Regions from separate parts of the Sus scrofa genome. Here region 2 is linked to region 1. A link is a contact called in public targeted proximity ligation data. All regions are on one chromosome and are shown on one strand. The core of a region is the stretch at or near the end of the contact, and the rest is flanking DNA. Distances in the headings are between cores, read along the strand shown.

The links.
Region 2: a contact with region 1 is called in a targeted proximity ligation map of alveolar macrophages. A contact is called at or near these places in 2 of 47 Hi-C or Micro-C datasets (blood and skeletal muscle) and 2 of 2 datasets of targeted methods (alveolar macrophages and skeletal muscle).

Annotation. Positions count from the first base shown.
Region 1 is chr3:126,078,578-126,082,948 of Sscrofa11.1, reverse strand. No RefSeq gene overlaps it. Among named protein-coding and RNA genes, the nearest start is that of ODC1, 9.0 kb to the left of the region's middle.
Region 2 is chr3:126,344,960-126,349,051 of Sscrofa11.1, reverse strand. No RefSeq gene overlaps it. Among named protein-coding and RNA genes, the nearest start is that of RRM2, 20 kb to the left of the region's middle.

The sequences.
Region 1 (4,371 bases), core at 524-3,023:
CCCTGCCCTCCTGACATCACAGCACAGATCACACATGGTAGTCGGGGCACCTTGGGTCTCCCCTCTCCTCTCTTCTCCCCTCCCCCTCCCTTTAAAATCAGAACCCAGATTTACTTATCATCACACATCCAGTGTCTGCCCTGGTACCTGGTCACTCAATATTGTTAAATTGAAACTAGGGCCGTCCTGAGAAATATATATATATATATATATATATATATTTTTGGCAGCGCCCACGGCATGTAGAAGTTCCCAGGCCAGGTATCAAACCCATGCCACAGTCCTGACCCAAGCTGCTTTGGAGACAATGCTGGTCCTTACCCACTGTGCCATGAGGGAACTCCAGAGACCTGTGATTTGTATTTGCTACATGACAGATGAACTCATGGGAATTTCTTCCCGTGTCCTATCTAAAATTAGGAGGATAAAGATTCAGAATAGGAGTTCCCGTTGTGGTTCAACAGATTAAGAACCTGATCAGTATCCATGAGCATGCGAGTTCGGTCCTTGGCCTCGATCAGTGCGTTAAGGAGCCAGCGTTGCTGTGAGCTATGGTGTAGGTCGCAGGTGGCAGATGCAGCTTGGATCTGGCATTGCTGTGGCTGTGGTGGAGGCCGGCAGCTGTAGCTCTGATTCAAGCTCTAGCCTGGGAACCTGCATATGCCACGAGTGTGGCCCTAAAAAGACAAAAAAGCAAAAACAAAAACAAAAGGTTTGGAATATTTTCCTTTGGTCATTTATTCATTCGTTCAATATGTGTTGATGTTGAGTGTCTCCAACATGCTGGTGGTGTGTGGGGCAAGGGACGAGCCCCCTCTGGAGCTTCTGTGGGCTGGGCTCCTGGGGGCCTGCGGGGAACTGATGGGGAAGGACCCTGACCTTCTCCCAGCGCTCCAAGAAAACCGTCTCTTTGTTTTATTTTCTCTTAAGCTCCTGGTGACGGCGTCTGACCCAACATGCCGCAGCACCTCTGCTGGCTTTTGCCTCGGCCCCGTTTCTGCCCGAGCCCCACCCCAGTGGGGCCCCACCTCTGGGAATCCCCAGAGCCCGCAAGGCTTCTTCCTCCTGCGGCGGGAGCAGCGTGCGAAGGGCCCTTGCACAACCTGGGCCTCCTGGAAGGCGTGTACTCGGCCTAAGCGTCCCTTTGCTGCCAAGTCAGAACCGAGACCATCCGAATAGCCTCTGGCATCTCGCCGGACTGAGCCACGGGGGGCCCTGGCTGCAGAGCTCCGGAGGAGAGGCTGCAGGAGGGTCTGAAGGGGATGCTTGTTGCCTCCCGTCGGACAGCCGGGAGCCCTCGTGCCGGGCCAGGGCCCCTCCAGCCACTTTGGAGATGCACGGAGGAGGCCCCGGCCTGCGAGAGCTTATCGTCAGAGAGGGCTGCTGTCCCCAGGCTTGTGTCCGAGTGTTCTGGTCACTGGGGCGGCGGTCACACAGGGTGCCACTGTGGGGCCCCAGGGCAAAGGCAGGAACTCTGCTCTGGGTATTAGAAACAGCTCGTGGAGAGGTCTGGGCTTGGAAAGGCTGGACCAGGGAGAGTTGGGGAGGGGCCCAGGACACGCAGGACAAGATCAAGACCAGGGGACACAGAGAGGCAGCTGGCCATGGGCCCAGCCTCCCTCGGGGAGAGGACAGAGGGCTCATTCTGGGGGCAGCGCCCGGCCCCCAGGGGCTAGTCCTCCATCCAGCAGACAATCTGACTCTGGCCTCATCCTGTGCTTCCCACCTGCCCACCCAAATCCTTGCAGACAACGGGACCTGGCGAGCTCAAGGGGCGAGGAGTCCCCTCCCTGCCCTGAGTACAGAACCTTCTACTCTGGCACGCCATGCCCTGTATCGCTCAGGCCAGAGCAGGCAAGACTGTTCAGAAGGGGGAATGGCACGAGGTGGGAACCCATCTCGGCGATAAGAGCATATCGAAGCGATGCAGGGTGCCCCGCCCACCACAGGGCCAGATCAGCAGGAGCCCGGGCCACCTGCCCCGTGGGGGCTGTCCGGCGGGGACTGGAACCACTGAGGGAGGCGCTGACCAGAGGGGCTGGAACCCAGGGGAAGCAGCCAGTCCTGGGGAGAGTCAGGAGGGAGAGGAGGCTTCTGTTCCCACCAGGGCCTCTGGATTGGAAGCTGTTGGCCAGAGAGCCAGCACGCGTGTTTCCTGGGTCAGCCCCCATCTCCACTCCCCTCAAGAAAAGAGCAGGACCTGGGGGGCGGGGGGGGGGTAGGGAATGGGTCTGGGATCAAACAAGCCAGGGATGGGCATGGTTCGAATCTTCCTGCCTCCCCAGGAGGACACTTCCTACGAAGAGCCTGGTAAGCAAGTAAGTGTTACATTACTCGCTGGCGTAAGCAGCAGGGGAAATTAATCATCTCACATAACCACAAGTCTCAGGGAAGGGAGGCTCCGGTGTCATTCACACAGAGCCTCGAGAGCGCCGGAGACCCGGGTCTTCCCATCTGTCTCACTTCCGTGGGCAGAGTGGAGACCCAGCTGCCCTTGTGGTTCTAAGACGGCCCCGGTTCTGGGCATCAGGAGCAGACAAGGCAGAGGACCCAGCAGGAGAGAAAGGGCCTCCCTTCCCCTATGTCTCTCTTTACCCAACAAATCCTTTTCCCCAGCGGACTTCCCTTCCCGTCTGGTGGGTGGAACGGACCGCATGCTCTGGCCTCCTCCATCCCGAGAAAGAGAGTAGCACCTCTGTGGTTGACTTAAGCTGATCACGATGCCCCGCCAGCCCTGGAGATGGGCTCAGACCTCCTATGCCGCTAGCGTGGTTACTTGGAAGACGCTGTCTGTTACGGGTTAAATTGGTGTCACCCCACCCCCCGCCCCCATACATACCTTAACGTCCTAAGCCCCTCAGAACGTGCTCTCATTTGGAGATAGGGGTTTTTTTTAATAGGCGTTGTTGCGTTCAATGAAATCATTAGGATGGCATTAGAACGGGCCATAATCCAATCTGACTTTGTTGTTGCCGGGTGCTTTTTTTTGTGGGGGGGGTCTCTGCCAAGGCATGTGAAAGTTCTCAGGCCAGGGATCAAACCCCCACCACAGCAGCGACCTGGCCCGCTGCAGTGACGATGCCTGACCCTTAACCCACTGCACACCAGGGAACTCCCAATATGACGTGTAAAAGGGGGAAATTTGGGTGCAGAGAGACAAGCACAGAGAGATGTAAAGGCACAGGGGGAAGCCATGGGGCCATGAGGCCAAGATCAAGGTAAGGCTTCTCCATGTCAAGGAAGGCCAAAGATGGCCAGAAAGCCCTGGAAGCTGGCGGGGTGTGGGGGGGAGGGGGCTGGGGGCTGGAAGAGATGGGGCCCTCGCAGCCTTCGGAAGCAATGAACCCTGCCTGAGCTTGGGTTTGCAGCCTGCAGAGCTGGGAGAGAATACGTTTCTGGTGCTCTGGCCCCCAGGCTGTGGTCCTTTGTTATGTCAGCCTAGCCAACAAACTCAACTGTCGCTCCACTGTCTCCATCGCTCTGTCTCCAGTAAGTGAGACACCTGGGACCTGCTTACTCCCCTCTCTGGAAAAGCCTCCTCTCCCTTCCTCAGAGGTCTGTCCCGCTGGTGTTCCTATGCTGGCCTTGTCCCGCTGGGCCACTTCCTCTCACAGCCCTTGCGTGGCACAGTCCCTGGGGACAGCGGGTCTCCAGTCTGCCTGCTTTTCTGGGGCTTGAGCACTGGAGGGGGTCGGGGCGAAGCAGGCACCCCCTTCCCGGAAGAGGGGAAAGGGTGGGTATTGAGATGAAGCAAAACTCTTGAAAGATCCCCCAGCAAATCAGTTAGATGAGGCTTCCTTAAAAAAATGTAAGGGTTCTGGCATCCCTGCTGTGGTGCAATGGGTTAAGAAGCTGATTGCAGGGAGTCCCCGTTGTGGCTCAGTGGGTTATGGGCCTGACTAGTACCCAGGAGGATGTGGGTTTGATCCCTGGCCCTGCTCAGTGGGTTAAGGATCCTGCGTTGCTGTGGCTGTGGTGGAGGCCGGCAGCTGCAGCTCTGATTCGACCCCTAGCCTGGGAATGTCCATATGCCGTGGGTGCGGCCCCAAACAGCAAACAAACAAACAAAAAAAGAAGAATCTGAGCTGATTGCAGCAGCTCAGTTTGCTGCAGAGGTGTGGGTTTGATCCCTGGCCTCGGAACTTGTGTATGCTGTGGGTGCAGCCAAATAAAAAAAAAGAAAAGAAAAAAAGTAAGAGTCTGGAATTTCAAGGTCTGAATAAATGCTTTTCGCAAACAGCCCGAGGAAGCTGTTGCATGATGTTTGGTAAATGCCTTCAAGACTCAGCAGATACCATATATATCAAAGGTCTCCTCTTATCTGCTGCCTCTCCCAGAGACGCACCCCAAAATGCTCTCTGGGTTGGGACT
Region 2 (4,092 bases), core at 517-3,016, 270 kb before region 1:
TTTTTCTGTTTTGACTTTTCTTTAATAAATATTGAAGGGCAATTTCAGCAGCTAAGGGCAGGTACCTACCTGGCTGATGGCTGTTCTGGCCCCTGGAGGACTTCAAGACAGAGGAACGGGCCCCGGGCCTGGAGTTATGGCCGGAAGTGCAGGGCGGTGGAGGTGGAGGAGCCGGGGCTGCGTCCGGCAGACGTCAAACCATTTGCTGGGCCGCGCTGGTGACAGGTGTGCGCCCACTCCTCTGCAGTGGCCTCCGCGGGTGGCTCAGAAGGCTTGCGATCTAGCAGAGAGTCGGGATCCAGTTGCTTCTGTCTTGAGGGCTGGCCAGGGGACAGTTTTGAAGCTGCTTTCAGTTCTGAGGACTGAGCTCAGCTACGTCCTGCTCCGCTGTGTATGGGCCAGGCTCAGAGGGGTTAAGTCTGCACGTGGCAGGAGTTCCCGTTGTGGCTCAGCAGGTTAAGAACCTGACTAGTAACTATGAGGATTGCGGATTTGAACCCTGGCCTTGTTCAGTGGGGTAAGGATCCGGCGTCACCGTGAGCTGTGGTGTAGGCCAGCAGCTGCAGCTCCAATTCGACCCCTAGCCTGGGAACTTCCCTATGCTGCAGGTGCAGCTGTAAAAAGAAAACAGAAAAAACAAAAAAACAAGTCTGCAGGTGGCAGAGCTCAGAAGTCAGGTGGCATGTCGGGCCCTCTGCCTCTCCACCCCCACTGTGTCCCCAGGGCTTCAGGGAGCTAGTGCCACCCAGCCATGCTCAGTGACACGTGTCTTGGCTGTATTAGGATGATGTCCCTTCGTGCTGGCTCCCCAGGACGACTGTCAGCCCCTCCTAGGCAGGCCTGGTCTCCTCTGCCTCCCCGTGGCTACCAGCAGAGGCAGCCAGAGGATAACCACTTGTGACGTGGTTGAATGGAGGGAGCCTGGTGCCTGCTGTCTGGTGACTGGCTCCAGGGAGGGAGGGAGCGGGAGCAGGGGAAGAACTCCCTTGCTGGCTGCTCTTGGGAAGGAAGGAGCAGGAGAGGGAGTGGGGGAGCTGTTCCGGGGTCAGGGGTCAGAAGCTGGGGGCACAGGTGAGCACACAGAGCCGTGGGGAGGAGGGTGAGGTGCGGGCTGGGAGGCCACTGAGTCAGCCCTACTCTGTACCCTCTCTGCTCCAGGTGCTGGCGAGACAAGGAAGCACAAAGCAGATGAGCCCAGGCCCTTGCGGAGACTGCAAACCAGCCTGATGTGCAGTAAGTCAGGTGCTCCGGAGGAAACAGAACGGGGGGCGGGGGGCACCCGCTCTTTCCTGTGGGTGGTCAGCAAAGGGCTATCTGAGGAACTGGAGCAGAAAGTGGGCACAGACCACATCATGGGCGGAGGCAAGGCCGTTTCCAGCAAGGGAAGTGCAAGTGCAAAGGCCCTGTGGCAGGAACCTCTTGTTTTCATGTGGTCAGAGTCTGGGCAGGAGACAGGGGCAGCTCTGCGGCGTTTGTCTGTGCGTGGGGTTCTCCTGGGGTCTCGTAGGCCCAGGCAGAGAGCTTGGCTTTTGTTCTAGGGGGAGAAGATGCCTGGGAAGTTTGGAATCAGCCTTCCTTTTTTTTTTTTTCCTTGGCTGCTCCCACAGCATGTGGAAGTTCCCAGTGACCAGAGCCATAGCCGTGACAATCCTTCATCTGCTGAGCCACCAGGGAAATCCCTAAGCGCTTTTCATAGGCTGACTCATTCACTGCTCGCAATCCCTTTACAGGGAGGAACTGAAGGCACAGAGAGGTTAACTGACCTGCTCAAGGTCACACAGCCAATAAGAGGAAGAGCTGCTGGTACGTGAGCCTGGGGCAGCCTGGTTCCGGAGTCTTGCACTGAACCTTCGCGTCTGTTGTGCTGCCCCCTTGTGGCCCCTTCGGTTCTCACCAGTGTCCCCTTGGCTCTGTGAACCCACACCTGCTGCTCTGGAGGCTTCTTCTCAGTCCCCTTCGCCTCCCCCTGGCCCCCTACCTCCTCCTGCAGCGTTGCTCCCTGGGGCCTCTGCACACTTGTCTGGAATCGCAGCCCTCTCCGGACTTCAGAGACCTCTCCATGGGGACTCCCACCAACACTAGCCAAACTGCACCCCTAAGACGCTTGCCATTTTCTGTTTCCGGTGACGGGCACCTCCCCCCTACCCCGGCCTCTCTAGGTCATAAATCCAGGCCCTGGGTGCAGGGAGGCAGGAAGGCCTGCTATCCCTCGTGTGGCCAGAAGAGGGAGCCTCCTCCCCTCCCCTCTCCCTCGCTGCACCCCCCCACACCCCGGCCCCTGCCCCCAAAAGAGGTCTTCCCTCCTCTGACCTCCCCAGCTCCCCCGCCAGGGGCAGTGAGTCCCCTGAGGGCAGGAATGGGGTCTAATTGTCCCCTTGTTATCATCAGCTAGCATCTGGCACAGGCCTGGCAGTCTGGATTCTTTCAAATGCTTGGGTTTTGTTTGTTTGTTTCTTTTTTTCTTTTTAGGGCCACACCTGCGGCATCTGGAAGTTCTCAGGCTGGGATGGAATCAGAGCTGCAGCTGCCGGCTTACACCACAGCTCCCGGCAATGCCGGATCCTTAATCCCCTGAGCCAGGCCAGGGATCAAACCTGTATCCTCCGGAAATTTTTTTTTTTTTTTTTTTTTTGCTCGTTTGTCTTTTTAGGGCCACACCTGAGGCATGTGGAGATTCCCAGGCTAGGGGTTGAATTGGAACGACAGCTGCCGGCCTGCACCACAGCCACAGCAACACCAGATCTGAGCCTCGTCTGCGACCTACACCACAGCTCACGGCAACACTGGATCCTTAACCCCTTGAGCCAGGCCAGGGATCGAACCTGTATCCTCATGAATACTAGTCAGAATCTTAACCTGCTGAGCCACTGCAGGAGCTCCTGGATTCTTTCCAGTGTTAATTGAATGAGTGAGGGAGGGAATGGCCTGGGGGAGGCCTCTGTCTCTGACACAGGAGCAGGGGGTCACAGGGCTGGGGATTAATGACGGTGGATAATGCTGTGGAGGCCCTGACCGCCCCGAGGGGGTGGCCACTTCCTCCCCCCCCCCTCCCCTCTAACCTGTGGCTGCAGAGGCTCTGCTTGCTCACAGGGCCTCCTGGAGACTGTCCTGTGACCGGAGCTTCAGGCCTTCAGAGCCAGACACCCGAACGGAGGCGGGCTTCCTTCCACAAGTGTCGCCAAGCTCAGGGCCGGGCCAGCTGGCCAGCTGGCGCCAGAGATCTTGGGTTCTTCCCAGGTCGGTGCCGAGGTCTCCCCTCTGCTCGTTAATGCACAATTGATTTCTTTTGCAATTTTCTTTGGAACCTGTGCTTGTCCAAATGCTCACATGATGTGGCGGGAACTGGGTTTTATGAAGCCGTTGGCAGGGCAGCGTGTGGCATCCCTGTGGTTCTGGGGGTTTCTGGGCCTTGGGGCTGTGGCTCCAGCTGCCGACAGCTGCCTGCCTCCGCAACAGTCAGCTCATGAGCCCAGCAGCTTCCTCTCCCCAAACACACAGGTGACCTTGTGACTCTGGCCCTTCCGTGGTCCACAACAAACTCTTCCTGCGTGTGGGTGCAATTCCTATTTTTAATAGCCAAGCTACAGAGCAATTGTGGGGCTTCTACTTCCTTTTGGATGGAAGGCTTCCAGAAATATATCTTTGCTTCTGTAGAATCCAGGAAGTTGGCTTAGCCGAGAAGGGGTCAGCAGGTGGTGTGGACCCCCCTAGGAGATGGCCTGTGACGTCACACGTCACTTACGGGGTCCTGCCCTTGAGTCCTGGCCATAAACTGAGTGCCAAGGGGGCAGGGCGGTCCGGACCCCCCTGCCATCTAGCAGGGGTGGGGGTGGGATGAGAGGGACAGGGGACAGGTTTCCAGGGGCTTTCTGTGCCCCCCCACCCCGGAGGGATGTGAATTCTGTCCCCAAAGCCGCTGAGGTCTAGCTGGGGAGCGACCCGATCAGGTGTGCCTTCTGGAAGCTCGAAGGTCCTGGGCGGGAGCGGCATCTTTTGGTCTTCCGTTCCCGGCACAGGGCCTGGTGGCCACCGCGGCCTGTGTGTCCTGAAACAGCCGTCGCTTGTCCCACGCCGGATGCTTTCCAGCACCTT